3 separate regions of the Mus musculus genome follow, and all the other regions are linked to region 3. A link is a contact called in public promoter capture Hi-C data. All regions are on one chromosome and are shown on one strand. The core of a region is the stretch at or near the end of the contact, and the rest is flanking DNA. Distances in the headings are between cores, read along the strand shown.

What was found. Capture Hi-C pulls out chosen DNA fragments and counts their contacts.
Region 1: a contact with region 3 is called in a promoter capture Hi-C map of liver, with 3 times the contacts expected there. The contact joins the promoter of 4930522L14Rik here to the promoter of Gtpbp6 in region 3. A contact is called at or near these places in 8 of 115 datasets of contacts at active chromatin or transcription factors (bone marrow-derived macrophages, craniofacial prominence, extraembryonic endoderm stem cells and 5 more) and 3 of 9 other capture datasets (adipose tissue, liver and macrophages).
Region 2: a contact with region 3 is called in a promoter capture Hi-C map of liver, with 6 times the contacts expected there. The contact joins the promoter of 5430403G16Rik here to the promoter of Gtpbp6 in region 3. A contact is called at or near these places in 1 of 39 promoter capture datasets (embryonic stem cells), 15 of 115 datasets of contacts at active chromatin or transcription factors (the 230-238 cell line, astrocytes, bone marrow-derived macrophages and 9 more) and 3 of 9 other capture datasets (adipose tissue, liver and macrophages).

Annotation. Positions count from the first base shown.
Region 1 is chr5:109,795,282-109,797,981 of GRCm38.p6, forward strand. 4930522L14Rik (zinc finger protein 431-like) reads right to left here and starts at 1,288. Exons shown (of 3, transcript XM_011249625.2): 1 at 902-1,288.
Region 2 is chr5:109,689,285-109,692,247 of GRCm38.p6, forward strand. It overlaps 5430403G16Rik (RIKEN cDNA 5430403G16 gene), which reads right to left and starts at 1,550. Exons shown (of 4, transcript NM_001378588.1): 1 at 1,452-1,550. The coding sequence starts at 1,454. It also overlaps the pseudogene Vmn2r-ps23.
Region 3 is chr5:110,106,844-110,109,615 of GRCm38.p6, forward strand. Gtpbp6 (GTP binding protein 6 (putative)) reads right to left here and starts at 1,354. Exons shown (of 10, transcript NM_145147.5): 1 at 1,013-1,354; 2 at 217-354; 3 at 27-97. The coding sequence starts at 1,328.

The DNA of each region.
Region 1 (2,700 bases), core at 38-2,537, 310 kb before region 3:
TTTTCCTGAGTTTCAATAGGAGCTGTGTCCTGCTCCAGACATGGGGACCTCAGGGAAAGCATTGCTGGATCAGGCCTACACTCAATGCAATGGTTGTGGGTTTTTCTGTTTTGTTTTGTTTTGTTTTGTTTTTTTAAGTTTTCAAATGGTTGTCACTAGATGTCATCTAGCCAGTGTGGCAGAACTATGCTTTTCTCAAGAAGAAAACTGAACCTTATGGCACAAGAGGCCTTGCTGTTGGTTATGATCCTGTAATACCCCACTGAGCAGCTGGTTAGAGGCCTGCTCTTTGATAAGGAGATGGGCCTAGTGTCAGATTATGAATCGTTTGTTTCCTTTGTTATGAATTCTAGACAATGCTGGTGAACAAGCATGTGTACCCTAGCATCCTAACCTCTAACTGCCCTGGCTGGCATAGTACTTATCTGTGAGGTGTGAGGCAGTCCTCCCTCAGCTAAATTCTACTTGGTGTGCCTTACTATTTCCTAAGCTTTACTAAATCCTTTACATCATCAATTCTACTCTTTAACATCACAGCTTGACATTGAATTGCTACCCAGCACAAGAGATGCCTTTTACAACCTCCACAAAATGAACTCCAAATGGATTGTCCACCTTAATCTCAAGTGCTAAGAACAGAACTTGTAGAAAGTCCTGGACTCTCTGAGTTTGGGATCACGCCAAAGATCTCTCTACACACAGGCCAAATGATCTGCACACGTGCAGCCCCCACAGCGAAGTTATTCAGACGCTACAGCTGGGTCACGCGAATGGCTAGGACCACAGGGGACCTCACAGGTGGCCGCGGAATCCCACGCAGTCCCAGGAAAGACCCACCGCAGCAGCTCGCGCTGCTCAGACCCCGGTTTCTCCCCATTGTTTTCAGTGACCCTGTACTCACCATGTCGCAACTTCGGAGCTTGCCTGAACACCCTAAACAGCATCCAGCGGCAGGACAGAGCACAGAACAGGGGACAAATCAAGTCAGCTCAGCAACTAAGCAAAACAGGCGCCACTGCACCCGGAAAAACCCGCCTTCCTTTTGATTTGCAGTTCCGCCGAGAGACTCTGATTGGCCAACAAGTCTTGAGTGACTGGAGCACCTCCCTTAGGGTTAGAGTGTGCTGAAGATACAACGTGTAGAGGTTCTCAGCCCAACAAGCTGCAAGTCCAGACCTGCAGCATTTTCCAATTCTGTAGTATTTGTGTCGATCCTCCAATAGGCAACCCATGTGTCTCCCCGCGCAGCCCCAGGGAAGCCCAACCACTTCCCTGTCATTGTTCCACTGCTTGCTCCTCCCCTAGGTAGGCAGTGACCCTATGATCGCCAGGGCCTGATGTCAGCCAGAGCTTCAATCACTCACTAGGTTGTTTGCCTTCTTCCTCCTTGAATCAAGGTAGGGAGCTTACATAGCCCATTACTCAACTTGCAGGGGATTTATCAATCTGTCCCACAAGCGAAAAGGTGCCCAGAATATTAACAATTAAATTGTGTCATGGGCAAACAATAGTTCTGTTTTCTTGCTGTTGGGATTGAGACCCAGGAACAGAGGCTGATCTGCATATTATTAACAAACCAAAGGAGCCATCCACCTGCCATGGGCAAACTGGGTTTACCTGAAACCTGAACTGGAAATGAATAGGTATTGGGGTGAGAGAAGAATGAAGCCAAGCAAAGGTTCTGATCAAGGCTCAAAGTTTAATAATAAGGTTTGCGTTTATAAAGGGAAAACCTACAAAACCCATCCCCCTCTTCAGCTGCAGTATGTTGTAGAGCAATGTCAGTGCAGGCAGCCAAAACAGCTAAGTTCCCATGAGAACCTGCAACTGCAACAAAGACAGATGTCTCTGTCCTGGGTTGTCATGGCGAATGTTCAAGGTCTGCTCAAGGCTGGGAAGGTTAGAGCTGGGCCTCCAGGTTCTCCCAGCAGTCCTCAGTCTCCACCTGTTACAGGGCAAGGTTGGCAGACCCCACCTTGTACCTTGAACTCCCAGCCCAGCGGCCAGGCTTTCCCTTCCTAGAAGCCCTTTCTACATAATCCAGACATTTTGTACTCTTTGTGTCTCTGTTTCTGTCTCGATCTCTCTCCCCTTTCTTCCCTCTCCAGTCTTTCTCCCTCCTTCTCCCTCCACTTCCCCTCCCAATCCCTACTCCCCTGCATTTTTCTCTCCCAGCTTGTCTTGCTGGCTTTTTCTCGCCACCTCTGCTCCTTATTCTCCCATCCCATAACTTCTCTGACCTCCTTGGGACTAGTGAACTCTCTACTTCCTTGGGATCAGTGAATCCTCTAGAGAGCTACCCCTAATAAACCGGAAAATACTCTAATTTCACTTGGGTTGAGTCCTTCACGCTGGGCTTAGGTAAAGTGCAGCTAGTTTTCAGCTGGTAGGTATGTGAACCCTGGGAGACAAACAGGAACCAGATGACAAACCCTGTGGAGCACTGCTGTTAGCCAGCACACCTTCCTCCGTGGGAAGGTGAACACACATTCGCACATAGAACTGTATTAGTGAAGGTTCTCTAGATGAACAGACCTGATAGGAGGAATCTAGGTATGTACAAAGTGGATTTATTGGAATATTTCACAGGCTGTGGTCCAACTAGTCCAACGATGGCTAACTTAGCACGTGTAGAAGTAGGAAACCTAGATGTGAACTTATCCAGACTCCCGCAGTAAAATCCCAGTGCTTCCTTTCTTG
Region 2 (2,963 bases), core at 300-2,799, 420 kb before region 3:
ACTCAGTGTTTCTAAAAAACATTTCTGACCAAGCCTCTAGTGGCCTTGGAACTGATAACCACAGCCCCATATGGTGGGAAGTTGTGCTCTCAGAATCTGATTCAACCCCTCCCAAAGGCCCTGCCCCAGACCATTACCAGCTCCCAGGCACATTCCTGAATTTAGAGAAGGAGCTCTGCAAATGCACCCAAGAGGAGGAGATGTCAGGAAAGAATCAGACTCCGGGGTGAAATCAAGCAGTAGAAAGAAAAATAACTATATACAGAATCAACAAGACCAGGAGCTGTTTCTTTGAGAAAATCAACTAGATAAACCAGACTAACCAGAGGACACAGAGACAGTATCCTAATTAATAAAATCAGAAATGAAAAGGAGGATATAACAGTGAAGTATATCTTAAAATAATTATTCTCTTTTAAAAATATTAACAATTGAAAATATTGAAAATGTTCTACAAAACAAAAAAAAAAACAAAAAACAAAAAAAAAACGAAGTCAAGGAGCCCTGTTTTCTCTATACCCAGGGCCTCAGGGAAAGCTCCCAAGGACTAGGCCCAGGCTGTGAATGGCTCTGCCAAGCATGTTGTTGGGTTTCAGAAGGAGCTGTGGCCTGCTCCAGACATGGGGACCTCAGGGAAAGTGTAGCTGGATCAGGCCTGCACTCAATGCAATGGTTGTGGGCTTTTTGTTTTGTTCTTTTAAGTTTTCAAATGGTTGTCACTAGATGCCATCTAGCCAGTGTGGCAGAACTATGTTTTTCTCAAGAAGAAAACTGAACCTTATGGCACAAGAGGCCTTGCTGTTGGTTATGATCCTGTAATGCCCCATTGAGCTGCTAGTTAGAGGCCTGCTCTTTGATAAGGAGATGGGCCTAGTGGCAGATTATAAATCGTTTGTTTCCTTTGTTATGATTTCTGGACAATGCTGGTGAACAAGCATGTGTATCCTAGCATCCTAACCTCTAACTGCCCTGGTTGGCATAGTACTTATCTGTGAGGTGTGAGGCAGTCCTCCCTCAGCTAAATTCTACTTGGTGTGCCTTACTATTTCCTAAGCTTTACTAAATCCTTTACATCATCAATTCTACTCTTTAACATCACAGCTTGACATTGAATTGCTACCCAGCACAAGAGATGCCTTTTACAACCTCCACAAAATGAACTCCAAATGGATTGTCCACCTTAATCTCAAGTGCTAAGAACAGAACTTGTAGAAAGTTGGACTCTCTGAGTATGGGATCACGCCAAAGATCTCTCTACACACAAGCCAAATGCTCAGCACAGATGCAGCCCCCACGGGGAAGTTATTCAGACGCTACAGCTGGGACCCGCGAGTGGCTAGGACCACAGGGGACCTCACAGGTGGCCGCGGATTCCCACGCAGCGCAGGGAAAGACCCACACTAGCAGCTCGCGCTGCTTCTCCCCATTGTTTTCAGTGACCCTGTGCTCACCATGTCGCAACTTCGGAGCTTGCCTGAGCACCCTAAACAGCATTCAGCCTCAGGACGGAGAGCACAGAACAGGGGACCAATCAAGTAGGCTCAGCAACTAAGCGAAACAGGCTCCAATGCACCCGGAAAAACCCGCCTTCCTTTTGATTTGCAGGTCCGCCGAGAGACTCTGATTGGCCAACAAGTCTTGAGTGACTGGAGCACCTCCCTTAGGGTTAGAGTGTGCTGAAGGTACGCGGTGTAGAGGTTCTCAGCCCAACAAGCTGCAAGTCCAGACCTGCAGGGATTTCCAATTCTGTAGTATTTGTGTCGATCCTCCAATAGGCTACCGATCTGTCTCCCCGCGCAGCCCCATGGAGGAACCATCAGTCCCCTGCCACTACTCTGCCGCTGGCTCCTCCCCTAGGTAGGCAGTAACCCTGTGATCGCCAGGGCCTGATGTCAGCCAGAGCTTCCCTCACTCACTAGGTTGTTTGCCTTCTTCCTCCTTAAATCAAGGTAGGGAGCTTGCATAGCCCATTCATTACTCAACCTGCAGGGGATTTATCAATCTGTCCCACAAGCGAAAAGGTGCCCAGAATATTAACAATTAAATTGTGTCATGGGCAAAGAATAGTTCTGTATTCTTGCTGTTGGGATTGAGACCCAGGAACAGAGGCTGATCTGCATATTATTAACATACCAAAGGAGCCATCCACCTGCCATGGGCAAACTGGGTTTACCTGAAACCTGTGGAAATGAATAGGTATTGGGGTGAGAGAAGAATGAAGCCAAGCAAAGGTTCTGATCAAGGCTCAAAATTTAATAATAAGGTTTGCGTTTATAAAGGGAAAACCTACAAAATCCATCCCCCTCTTCAGCTGCAGTATGTTGTAGAGCAATGTCAGTGCAGGCAGCCAAAACAGCTAAGTTCCCATGAGAACCTGCACCTCAACAAAGACAGATGTCTCTGTCCTGGGTTGTCATGGCGAATGTTCAAGGTCTGCTTAGTCTGCGCAAGGCTGGGAAGGTTAGAGCTGGGCCTCCAGGTTCTCCCAGCACTCCTCAGTCTCCACCTGTTACAGGGCAAGGTTGACAGACCCCACCTTGTACCTTGAACTCCCAGCCCAGCGGCCAGGCTTTCCCTTCCTAGAAGCCCTTCCTATATAATCCAGACATTTTGTACTCTTTGTGTCTCTGTTTCTCTGTCTCCATCTCTCTCCCCTTTCTTCCCTCTCCAGTCTTTCTCCCTCCTTCTCCCTCCACTTCCCCTCCCAATCCCTACTCCCCTGCATTTTTCTCTCCCAGCTTGCCTTGCTGGCTTTTTCTCCCCACCTCTGCTCCTTATTCTCCCATCCCATAACTTCTCTGACCTCCTTGGGACCAGTGAACTCTCTGCTGCCTTGGGATCAGTGAATCCTCTAGAGAGCTACCCCTAATAACCGGAAAATACTCTAATTTCACTTCAGTTGAGTCCTTCACGCTGGGCTTAGGTAAAGTGCAGCTAGTTTTCAGCTGGTAGGTATGTGAACC
Region 3 (2,772 bases), core at 104-2,603:
GAGGATCAGGGGGGACACAAGGGAACCTTGGTCGGTGGCGCCATCCTCTCCACGTTCAGGAACACGGACGTGATGTCCTGGCATCCCTTGATCTTTTCTGGAGCACAGGGAGTGGCCCGTCATGGGGTTAGGAGGAGGACGGGAGGCAGTCTGACCCATCCTACACCAGCGCAGGTGAGGCGCATGCCCAGCGGCCAAAGGTGAGGTACCGCTCACCTGTCACGTCCTGAAAGTTGCCCTTGCCGAACACCAGCCTGCTGCCAGGCGCTGCGCTGGGCACCACCAGGGTACTCGCGACCGACCATCCTGGAAGTGCGCGCACCAGGGCGGCCGCCTCTGCCACCTGCCACTCCGCTGTGAGGACACAAGGGTCCATCCAGTCAAGGGCCGAGCGGGAAGACCTCGGACCACGGCGGTGGACAGGGTTAGCTCTGGGATGAAACCGCGCCCGCGCAGAGTCCGCATCCCCCGCCCACACCATGTCCCCACCCTGCAGCTCACATCACAACCCTAAGAAGCTCGCCAGGCCATGATCCAAAGCTCTACCAGGGAAAGGCAGAACCTCTAGGACTCGCCCCCAGCGCCCAATGTTCCCCCCCCCCAGACTCCGCCTACAAATTTAGGATAGTCCCGCCCCAAGGTCCCACCCGGAGCACGCGCAGCCTCACCCATCGGGCAGGCCCAGGTACCATCACATGCTCAGCCAGATCACGCCCCCAGCACGCAAGCTCGCCAGACTCCGACTCCACCAGGAGAGCAGCCACGAACCCAGCACATCCCAGACTATCCACACTCTCTACCGTACGCCCGATGTCCATCATAGTACCCTGCCCCCAGTGCTCCTCCCTCGGCTTCTCCTTCCTTTCTCGTGACTCCGCCCCTTCCAGAACTAGGCGTCACCGCCGCCCCAATTCCCCGTGGCCTTCCTGTATAGCACTAGTAAGTTTCGGCCTTCAGGTCCTCGCCCCTTCCGGCTTCCCTGCTCAATCCCCACTCTCGCCCTACCCGATACCTGTGCTTCGAGGCTTTTTTCCGGCCGGGCGTTTGACGTCAGGATGCAGGACGCAAACGCGCTGTGTATCCAAGGGCAGGAGGGGTGGGGCGCGGAGCAGCTCATCCTCCTCTTCCTCTTCGTCCTCACGGGGGTCCTCCTCGCCCCCACCACGGACGGGACCGCCCCCCGCCCACGCGCTCCCCCAGACCCGGCTCCCGGCGTGGACAGTGCGGACGGGACTTGGCAGGGTCACCGCGGGGCTCCGAACGAGTTGTACGCGGCGCACACGCGGGAGCCAGAACCCCGGGAGCACGGCGGCGCGCAGAAAAAGCATGGCGCGTGCGCGCGCAGCGAGAGACTGCGGGGGCGGGGGAGGGAGAGCAGGGAGGGACGGGAAGAACAACAGGGCGCATGTGCGTGCCGCGAAGGGTGGCTCTGGGAGGATCGAGAGCAGATCGCTTACCCGCAGCGAAAAACTTGGATAGGGGCGGGGTCAGGGAGAAAGGACAGCAAGGCGCATGCGGCGAGGGGCGGGGCCGAAAGGACAATGCCTCTAAAACAAAACAAATAAAAATAAGCCTAGTGGTGGAAGATCTGAATAGAGTTAGTGTAGGCACAGCAATTTCAAAAGGAACAACACAGGACTCAATAGAACTCAGGGTTTGGCCTATGACAACTTTTATGAAGACAATAAAGTTAGGTATAAAGGACATAGGCTATTGAAATAATCTAGCACTGAATGTTAAAATAGAATTCAAATAAGTTATAAAATGTGTTAGCTTTTATGCTTAGTTATAAGAAATTACAAATATTCATGTTTCTGTTGAAACTTACTTGGGCCACAGGAAACTCTCCTCAACACAGAGGAAGATGGAGTCACAGATGGTAGGCTAGAGGATGTTCAGTACCAAGAACTAGAAGGAACTAAATGGAATATATCTGTGACCTGGGATAGCTGCGCGCTCTCTCTCTCTCTCTCTCTCTCTCTCTCTCTCTCTCCTGTGTATCTTTTTTTCAAGTCATTTATATATTTTCTGGAGTGGAGTTGTGGGGACATATTCATATAAAGTAGGAACAAATCAAGCCTTGGGATGTGTGCTGCTGACAATCCATTTAGCTTACTTGCCTGAAGCAGGGAACTAGGGGATACAAAACAAACAAACAAAACAAAACAAAACCCAAGCTGGAGATGTCTCTCAGACTAGTAAAGAGACTGGCTGCTCCACTGAACATAGTCATGATTAAAATAGTTCAAGATGTCACAGCACTGGTTGCTTCTCCAGAGGACTGGGGTTCAGTTCCTAGCACTCACATATTTGGCTCTTCATGAGTATCTTCCTGGATGCAGACAGTAGTGCTGAAATGTCTAATTTGGGTATAGAAGCCAAGAACATCAAGAGATATTTAAAAGTTAATGAATTCTTCCTTTAAATTATCTGCTTTGGGTGACAGAAAGATGGCTCAGGGGTGCGTTTCCAGAGGACACAAGTTTAATTCCCACCACCCACATAAGAGCTCACAACAGTCTTAGGAGGATCAACACCCTCCTGGCCTCTGTAAGCATGCACACAGTGCACAAGCATATAAGGCACAACACTAATATACATGAAATAAACAAATACATTTTAAAATAAAAAAGAGTTTTAAGAAATAAAATAGGACTGGAGAGATGACTCAGTGGTTAAGAGCACTGTCTGCTCTTCCAGAGGTCCTGAGTTCAAATCCCAGCAACCACATGGTGGCTCACAACCATTTGTAATGTGATCTGATGCCCTCTT